Linked DNA regions of Sus scrofa: region 1 is linked to region 2. Evidence: chromatin contacts called from public Hi-C data. All regions are on one chromosome and are shown on one strand. Each heading gives the region's core, a stretch centred on a gene start, on an enhancer-like site or on the middle of the called end of the contact. The rest is flanking DNA. Distances are from core to core; before and after follow the strand shown. Region 1 holds the start of NECAP1 (adaptin ear-binding coat-associated protein 1). Region 2 holds the start of FOXJ2 (forkhead box protein J2).

Region 1 (3,982 bases), core at 950-3,449, 60 kb before region 2:
TGCACATTAGGATTCAAACTTATTTCTGCCCTCTTCACAAAGAGTGGCTGATGTAAAAAGCCTCTTGTACGATAAGATGACAATAATAAGCATGGAAAACACAGAATGACAATGAGAAAAAGGATAAAAGAGGAAAATTAAGAAATTGCTCGGTGCAGTTAACAGACATAGGGATAAAGGTTAAACCAGAAGTGAAGGTAGAAAATACAGTCAGGTAAGAGAAGAAAGGTCTTTTAAAAACCTTGGGAGTTCCCCTGTGGCACAGCAGGTTAAGGACCCAGCATTGTCACTGCAGCAGCTTGGGTCGATGTATCACATCATTTAGGAAGGCTTAATGCCTGAAGTTGGAGGTCATGAGCTATTTTACCTTATTTAACAGTTCAACCAATGTTAATGTATATGATTAGCTGTAATCTACTAATTTCTTTTGATCAACATCTGCAGGGCCCCCACTATGTACCAGAAACTGTGCTAGACTCTAGGAATATAAAGTTTAAAAAGACCTCACGTTTTTCCTAGTCTAGTCTGGAAAAATGGAAAACCAATCAGTGAGAATGCAGAAGGAAGAGCTCTGTGACAGAGTCAAGCACAGGCGCTACGGAAGTACACACAGAACACACCTAAGCCAGAATGGAAGGGTCAAGGAGGGCTCACCAAAGAAGGAGAGGTCTCAGCTGACTCACCCATATTAGTACCTGGGACTACCATCAAAGAGCATGTAGATTCCTACTCAGGTCAATTTGGGGTCTCATTGAAAGTTTGAAATCAGAACTACCTCTTTGTCAAACGATACAACCCACCAGGTCTAGTGCACAGATCAGCAAGCACAAAGCTGATCAGCAAGCACAAAGCTTCTCACCATGAATGAACCTCTGATAAGGAGGCAAAATAACGGACATAGGGAGAGGATAACTTTTGGGCCAAGGTAATAATAAATGCCAAGAGGAACATCATGATGGCAATATGAGTCAGAAATCAAAACAGTATCTTATATACTGCCTTATTGTTTCCTAAATTCTTTTTAGGAAATTCATTTTCAATTCTTTTTCACATTTACTATACGACTTCATTTAACCCTCCAAAAACTTCTGCAAGGTATGTACCTAAAGCAGGTTTATTTATCAACTTTTTTTTTTTTTTTCTATTTTACAGATGAGAAAACCGAGGTTTGGAGAGGTTAAGAGATTTGTCTCAAATCACAGAGCTGTTAAGTTGCCAGGGCTCATACTCACATTTTTTTAACATGTAACCCAATAAATGACATGTTAACTCTTTGGACTACATGACTTGGTGACTTCCTACAGCCTCCTGAGCCCTCCGTCATTGGATTATAAGGGTTGGTTAGTTAGCCCTACAGAGAAAATGCTGCGTTAACTCTGGAGGCAAAAGCTTTAACAGAAATTAAGAGGGAAGGAACACAGAAAACACTATAGCAAATATACTTAAAAAGAAACAGACTGGACGACATTGGAAAACTTATGATCATAACCGTTGTCTACCGACAAAAAGAGCTGAAGGGAAAAACCATACGGTGGATGATGATATTTGGTAATAAGACTGAACAGCACAAAAGATAAATTAGCTCATCCAGAAAGCGGCCAACAACACAAAGAGTACCCACAAATGCGCACGAGGTACTGGAAATGGGGTAGAGAAGGGGAGACGAGGGTGACAAGCTGAAGGACGCAGGGAAAAGCGAAGGAAAGGTGATTGTAGATAGAGCAGGTAGGTTATCCATACCCACTGGATGTGGATAACCGGGAACAGATGGGTAGTCCAGAGGGTTCGAAGAGGAGGAGGGGTGAGAGAATGCAGGATGGTAATTTTTTTTAAGCAGCGGAAACAAGGATGATGGAAGTTCTGAGTTGGGGAAGAGCAAGAAGACAGGACGGTAACATCCCAGGTGAGGAGGCTAGCAAGGTGATAACCCAGAGGAGGAAGTGGGAGGGACAGGCAGCGTGCCACCTGAAGAGCAAACTACCATCCCGACCGGGTACGCCTGTGCTGCAGCGCCTCGGGTTAGTACCTGTAACCGCGGTTGGAGGCCCGGGGCGGAATCCGGTAGACGCTGACGTCGGGCTTCACACACAGGACCGACTCATACTCCAACTCGGCCGCCATCTTGGCTCTGCGCTCCGCGCCGCTGGGGGCGGGGCGTCAGCACGGGGGCGGTACGTAGAGGCGGGGAATGGCCTTACGCAACAACTTCCGCTTTTGCTACTTCCGCTCGCGTTTCGACAGGTCTCTGAGATTAACCTCCGGTGGGCGGTTTGGGGAAGCCATGTTGAAACCTGGAAACAGTGAGGTTGCGCGACGCACCATCTTGGGTAATGGCAAGGATGCCTTCCTTGTGCGTGATTCACGTTAGGGAAATCTCCATCCCCGAGAAGCGATGAGGGAAAGCGCCATCTTGCTCCCAGTGGTTGACATCGGTTCTGTCAGAGGACGACCATCTTAAAAGTCTGGCGATTTTTTTTCTTTCCAGAGTCACTTCTCAACCGTGGTTTCTAAGCAGAAAAGGGCTCTCCTCCAGTGGATTTTAATCTTCCAAATCCAAAGTTCAAAAATGCACAGCCGGATCCGTTGCCTTATAATAGCACTTTTTTATCTGGGAGTTTCCAGACAGGTACCTGTTGAAATAGTCGGCCACACTTTCAGTGTGTATTATGGTTATCTTTTTGTAAATGTTGCACATGTTAAACTGTAAATGGGATCAGCTCGATTCCTGACCATTTCGGAAAACATCATGAACTATTTAATAGCCGCTGTTTGCTCCCAGTTCTATTATCATGATAAATCCTACTAACAGTTTCTATAAACATGTGCCTTGTACATTCTAAATATAAACTTGCCACAACACTGTCACTTAAATGATTTAATTAGCACAGATAGCAAAAGGAAAGCTGAGATGCGAACTTAAGTCTATCTTAACTACAACAGCTGTGGTCTGCATTGCATTATGTTGACTGAATGAAAAACCTATCCCTAATTTGTCTACCCTATGTAGCAAAGTAATATTTTAAAATTTTAAAAAAATAATAAGGAGTTTCCTGTCATGGCTCAATGGTTAACGACTCCAACTAGGAACCATGAGGTTGTGGGTTCGATCCCTGTCCTTGCTCAGTGGGTTAAGGATCCTGCGTTGCCATGAGCTATGGTGTAGGTCAGGTATGGTGTAGGTCACAGGCGCGGCTGGGATCCTGCTTTGTTGTGGCTCTGGCGTAGGCCAGTGGCTGCAGCTCCAATTACACCCCGAGCCTGGGAACCTCCATGTACTACGAGAGCGGCTCTAGAAAAGGCAAAAAGACAAAAATAAAAATAATAAATAAAAATACATTAAAATAAAGAGAATAATATCTAGCGTTTGTAAGGGTATGAGGAATCGGATACTCGCCTACACTGTTGGCAGGAATGTAAATTGGTACATTTCTAAAGGAAAATGTAGCAGAATTAAAATATTGTACATAACCTTGAGTTTAGCAGATCCACTACTAACTATTTTATGGAAATTTGCATGTGTGCAAAAAAAGGTACAATAATGATTATTACAGCATTGTTCATTAATAGTGAAACATGGAAACAGCATGAATGTCTAGGAACAGAAAATGGTTAATGGCATATCTGTAAGCTTTGAGATATATATAGTAAATAAGTAAAAAATAGATAAATATTAAGGCTATTTTTAAAAATCCAAGATTTTTTTTAAAAAAGAAAACGTCCACTTAAAATTTCAGTAATCCTTAACTAGTTAAGATTTCCTGAATTGTTCATGTTCTATGAATTTTTTATATATTGGCATGCTTTAAACGTTATACCTTAAAAGTTCTCTGCCAGCCTGTCAATTTAGCAAACTAATATGGCCATATATCAGTTCAAACAATACCTCCTCTTGTTACTTTGCCAGGTCATTTATACGAACTTTCTCTAGTACTTCCACTTGCTTCCGTTACACCTCTCTGTTATACCTAATGTGCTATTATTC
Region 2 (4,257 bases), core at 640-3,139:
CCTAGTGCCCTGGGGCAGTGGTACCCAGCCAGCATGAGGGAGGAACTTCAACCCAGGAGCTGGGGTTCCCCGGTACCCTTTCTTCCTGCCTTGGGAGATGGGATCCCCATTTTGCTTGTGGATTTTATTGGTAGAGGCATGCTTCCAGCCAGGAATAGGAATGTCATGAAAGAGGCCTCTTGGTGTCGGGCCGGGTGAGTGGAGACCAACTACTTTTCTTGTCAAGGGGGTGGTAATCACAGTGGGCTGGAGATTCCACAGCTTTGGTGGACATAAAGGGATCTAGGGTTACAGATGAGAAAATGTGATACCAATGGAAGCTCCAGACAAGGCCAGGCCATGAAATGCCAGCATGACTTTAGTGAGGGCCCACCCTCCTTGTGAAGAGGCCCAAGGATGGAGGGTGGCACGAGAGACTGGCTGGGATGTGTCTGTCCATCATACCTACACTGTATATATGGGAGTGCTGAAGATGCTGGTGTTTCCTGACATCCCTTTGCCCTCGGCATGAAAACACACACTTCCCTGGGGACCTCAGATGACTCCCATCCTTGTAGCCCCCAAACACTAAAGAAACCCATTGCTCGGAGCTCCTGCAGCAAGATGAGGGTTTCGATCCAGTTAGCTTCAGAACACATTTCCCAGAAGATTCTCTACCTTGCCCAGTAATGAAACCCAAGAGCCACCATCTCAGCCCCCGACGCCCACTGGTGCCTAAGGATGAGGGAGAGAAGAGGAAAGAAAGCACTAACCTGTCTCCAAGTTTCCCTCAGCAGAAGGAGGGGACCACCTGGTACTGGAGTTTGGGGTTGGAGGGACGCCCCTCTTCAAAGGCAGATGAAGATTCTCATCCTCAGTGGCTCTTCCTGTCCTTGGCTGAGCCTCCCAAGCTGGGGAGGGGAACTGGGTCCCCCGAGGATGAGGCACGGAGGGAGGGGCAGGGGGAGGAGAAGGAGGTCCTACCTGTGGAAGGTGGCACACCCCCCACACTGGGCCGGTTACCCTGGGGAGGAGGGGAGGAGCCTCTCCCAACCAGGAGTTGTCTCCTCCCCCTTGGGGGAGTCCCCCTCCCCCCCAAACTGATCCTGTCGGGAGCGGAGGGCTCTTTCTGTCCGCAGGAGATCTGAGCGGAGGGGCTCGGCCCTGTTCCACTGTCTAGGTACAAGGAAGTTGGGGGAGTTCTTCCCTCTCCTGAAAGGCGGAAAGCCGGCTCCCCTTCTTTCCCTGGAGTGTCCTCTGCTTCCGAGCAAAAGGAATCCTCTCCCCAGTGAGGACTGGATAGGATGGAGGGCGCCTACTCCACAGGCATATCCCCCTTTCTCTCTGCCTCCAAAGTCCACTACTGCGGAGAGTGAGTCGGGAGGAGTGGAGGCACGCCGGGGCGGTCCCACTCCGCTTCCTTGGGTAAGGATCACCCCTTTTTCCACTTCGGGAGCTCTATTCCCGGGCCAGTCCGGGGATCTTCCTCGCTCCTAGAGGGGTCTCTCTTCTTTCCTTCGCCCTAGTGGGAAGGGTCTTCTCTCCGGCCGGGGGAGAGGTGGCTTGCGTCCCCGCTCCCGCCTCTTCTCCTGGGGTGCCCCGGAGGGTGGGGTTTTCGTACTCCCCGCTCTCCCGGAGCTGGCCTGGGCAGCAGAGGCCGGGAGGCCGCGGCTCCCGACGCCCGTCACTGGCTACTGCGGCGGCCGCGCCTCCTCCAGTCGCGTCCAGTCCGCTCCGCTCGCTCCGGCGCGCGGGGCTCTCCGCGCCGCCACCGCTCTGGCTCCGGCCAGTCCGGGGCTCCCGGGGAGCCAGGAGGCGGACGGACGGTGTCAGGACTCGGCTGGGGCTTGGGCTCGGCTCGGCTCCGCTGCAGGCCCCGGCTCCTCCCCGGCCTCCGCGCCGCGCTCGGCGCCCCTCCCCCGCCCCCGCCCGCCGGGCCGCAGCCGCCGCCGCCTCCCCGCGCGGGTTAAGGAGGAGCGGGCGGCGCCGAGCCGCGGGCCGCGCCGCCGGGGGTGCGCTGCGCCCGGGGAGCCGCGCCGCCGCACCCGCGCTCCCGCGGCACCCGGCGCGTGCCGCCTTCGCCCCCTCCGGCCGCCACCCCGCCACTTGGCCGGATACAGCCTGCGCATCCACCCTGGATGACAACCCACTGCTGTCTGTCGGGAGATTCCCCGGTTCGCGCCACAAGAACTGTCAATTTCATTTCAACACTAATTCTGTCACACTGACCTTTTCTCATTGTCTGCTATATACGGATGAAGATCTCCGGTTTTCTCGGGAATGTCTTTGACGGGCTTCTCTTCCCCCTGGGATAACTTACACGGGGTTATGGGGTTGGAGCGAAGTTAATATGTTACCCTGGTGTCACCCTGGAGTTCAATAAATGTTTGTTGAATGAATTTAGAAAAGGATAAATGGGCGTGCAACAGAGAAAATTCCAGACTAAACATCACAAAATCTTGCTTTATAAACTTGAGCAAAGCCCTTGTTCTATGGAATCTTGGTCAGCAAGAGGGGATCCTGATACTCTCTGGGCCCACGCCGGCAAGACTGTTGTGAGAATCAAATGAGTTCATTTATGTGAAAATGCTTTTTTATTATTATTTGTGTGTGTGTGTGTCTTTTTGCCTTTTCTAGGGCCGCTCCCACGGCATATGGAGGTTCCCAGGCTAGGAGTCTAATCCGACCTGTAGCCACCGGCCTACGCCAGAGCCACAGCAACACCGGATCCGAGCCTCGTTTGAGACCTACACCACAGCTCACGGCAACGCTGGATCCTTAACCCATTGAGCAAGGCCAGGGATGGAACCCGCAACCTCATGGTTCCTAGTCGGATTGGTTAACCACTGAGCCACGACGGGAACTCCTGAAAATGCTTTTTTAAACTGTACGGTGTACAAAGGATACAAAATATTGTTCACTTCACAATCATATAGCATATCTTATCCTGGTCACATAGTGTAGAATATTCTCGTTCTTCGCCCTTTGCATAATAATCCCCCCCTCCCCCGCGCGCGCTAGAGACAGAAGGTAAGCCAGGCAGACCACCTCCATTTTTCCTCCTGGAATCATGTTATTCCTCTGCGAATTCTTATATGTTTCATCCTCCGGCCTATTAAACTTGTCTCAAACTACTCTACTTTCTATCACATCAAATAATAAGAAAGCAAAAATATCACCCATAAAATATTTTTCAATTGCTCAAAAAAAAAAAGACTGCATACTTAAGATTAGGGCTTGATCACTACATTTCACATTTAAGTCTTTTTTTGTCTTCTGGCTAAATACAAAATACTATATTTTATGTGTGTATATATATATATATATATATATATGTTACATTATATTTACAATATGCCAGGAATTGAGCTCTGCGTGCATTATCCCATTTAATTCTTCTAGCCATAGGCACTATTATTAAACCTATTTTACAGACGTGAAAACTGACCTAGAGGCATCAACTATCTCTCAGTCAGTTCAAGTGATTAGTAAGAAGTAAAGTTGAGACTTAAATTAACAAATCTAAAATTCAGGAGTTCCCCATTGTGGCGCAGCGGAAATGAATCTGACTAGGAACCATGAGGTTTCGGGTTCGATCCCTGGCTTTGTTCAGTGCGTGTGGGTTAAGGATCTGGTGATGCTGTGAGCTGTGCTGTAGGTTGCAGTCGAAGCTAGGATCTGACATTGCTGTGGCTGTGGTGTGGGCTGGCAGCTGTAGCTCTGATTGGACCCCTAGCCTGGGAACCTCCGTATGCCATGGGTGCAACCCTAAAAAGCAAAAAAACAAAAAAAACCCCCTCAAATCCAAATGACTCCTTTTTTTTTTTTTTTTTTTTTTTTTTTTTTTTGCAGTGCCTACAGCATGGGGAAGTTCCTAGACCAGGAAACGAACCTGAGTCACAATAGTGACGACAGTGGATCCTTAACCACTAGGCCACCAGGGAACTCCCCAAGTGATTCTTAACTTGTTTCATTTTCCTAAACTTTCAGAATTAAAAGTCTTTCCTTTAATTTTAATTAAGAGCAGTTTATTCCAATTGAGGCTTTTCTTTCTTTCCACCTTTCCAGTTCCCAGGATTAAAACTCTATTTTTCCCTCTTCACTGAAGCATTAACTCATTCTCCTGTACACAGATAATTTGGCATCACATGTTTCTTGCTATATGTTAAATTTCTTGTTTTTGTTTTGTTTTGGCCGCCTCTTGGCATATGGAAGTTCCTGGGCCAGGGATTAGATCCAAACTGCAGTTGTCAATCTAAGCTATCTTTGGCAACTCTA

Evidence for each region. Hi-C and Micro-C count contacts between places; a contact is called where the count stands out from the background.
Region 1: a contact with region 2 is called in a Hi-C map of liver, with 2.9 times the contacts expected there. The contact joins the promoter of NECAP1 here to the promoter of FOXJ2 in region 2. A contact is called at or near these places in 1 of 5 promoter capture datasets (liver), 16 of 47 Hi-C or Micro-C datasets (alveolar macrophages, blood, embryonic fibroblasts and 6 more) and 2 of 2 datasets of contacts at active chromatin or transcription factors (alveolar macrophages and skeletal muscle).

The regions. Positions count from the first base shown.
Region 1 is chr5:63,120,497-63,124,478 of Sscrofa11.1, reverse strand. It overlaps NECAP1 (adaptin ear-binding coat-associated protein 1), which reads right to left and starts at 2,199. Exons shown (of 8, transcript XM_021092395.1): 1 at 2,027-2,199. The coding sequence starts at 2,121. LOC110260746 (a long non-coding RNA gene) reads right to left here and starts at 2,020. Exons shown (of 2, transcript XR_002344116.1): 1 at 1-2,020.
Region 2 is chr5:63,059,610-63,063,866 of Sscrofa11.1, reverse strand. It overlaps FOXJ2 (forkhead box protein J2), which reads right to left and starts at 1,889. Exons shown (of 11, transcript XM_021092393.1): 1 at 753-1,889.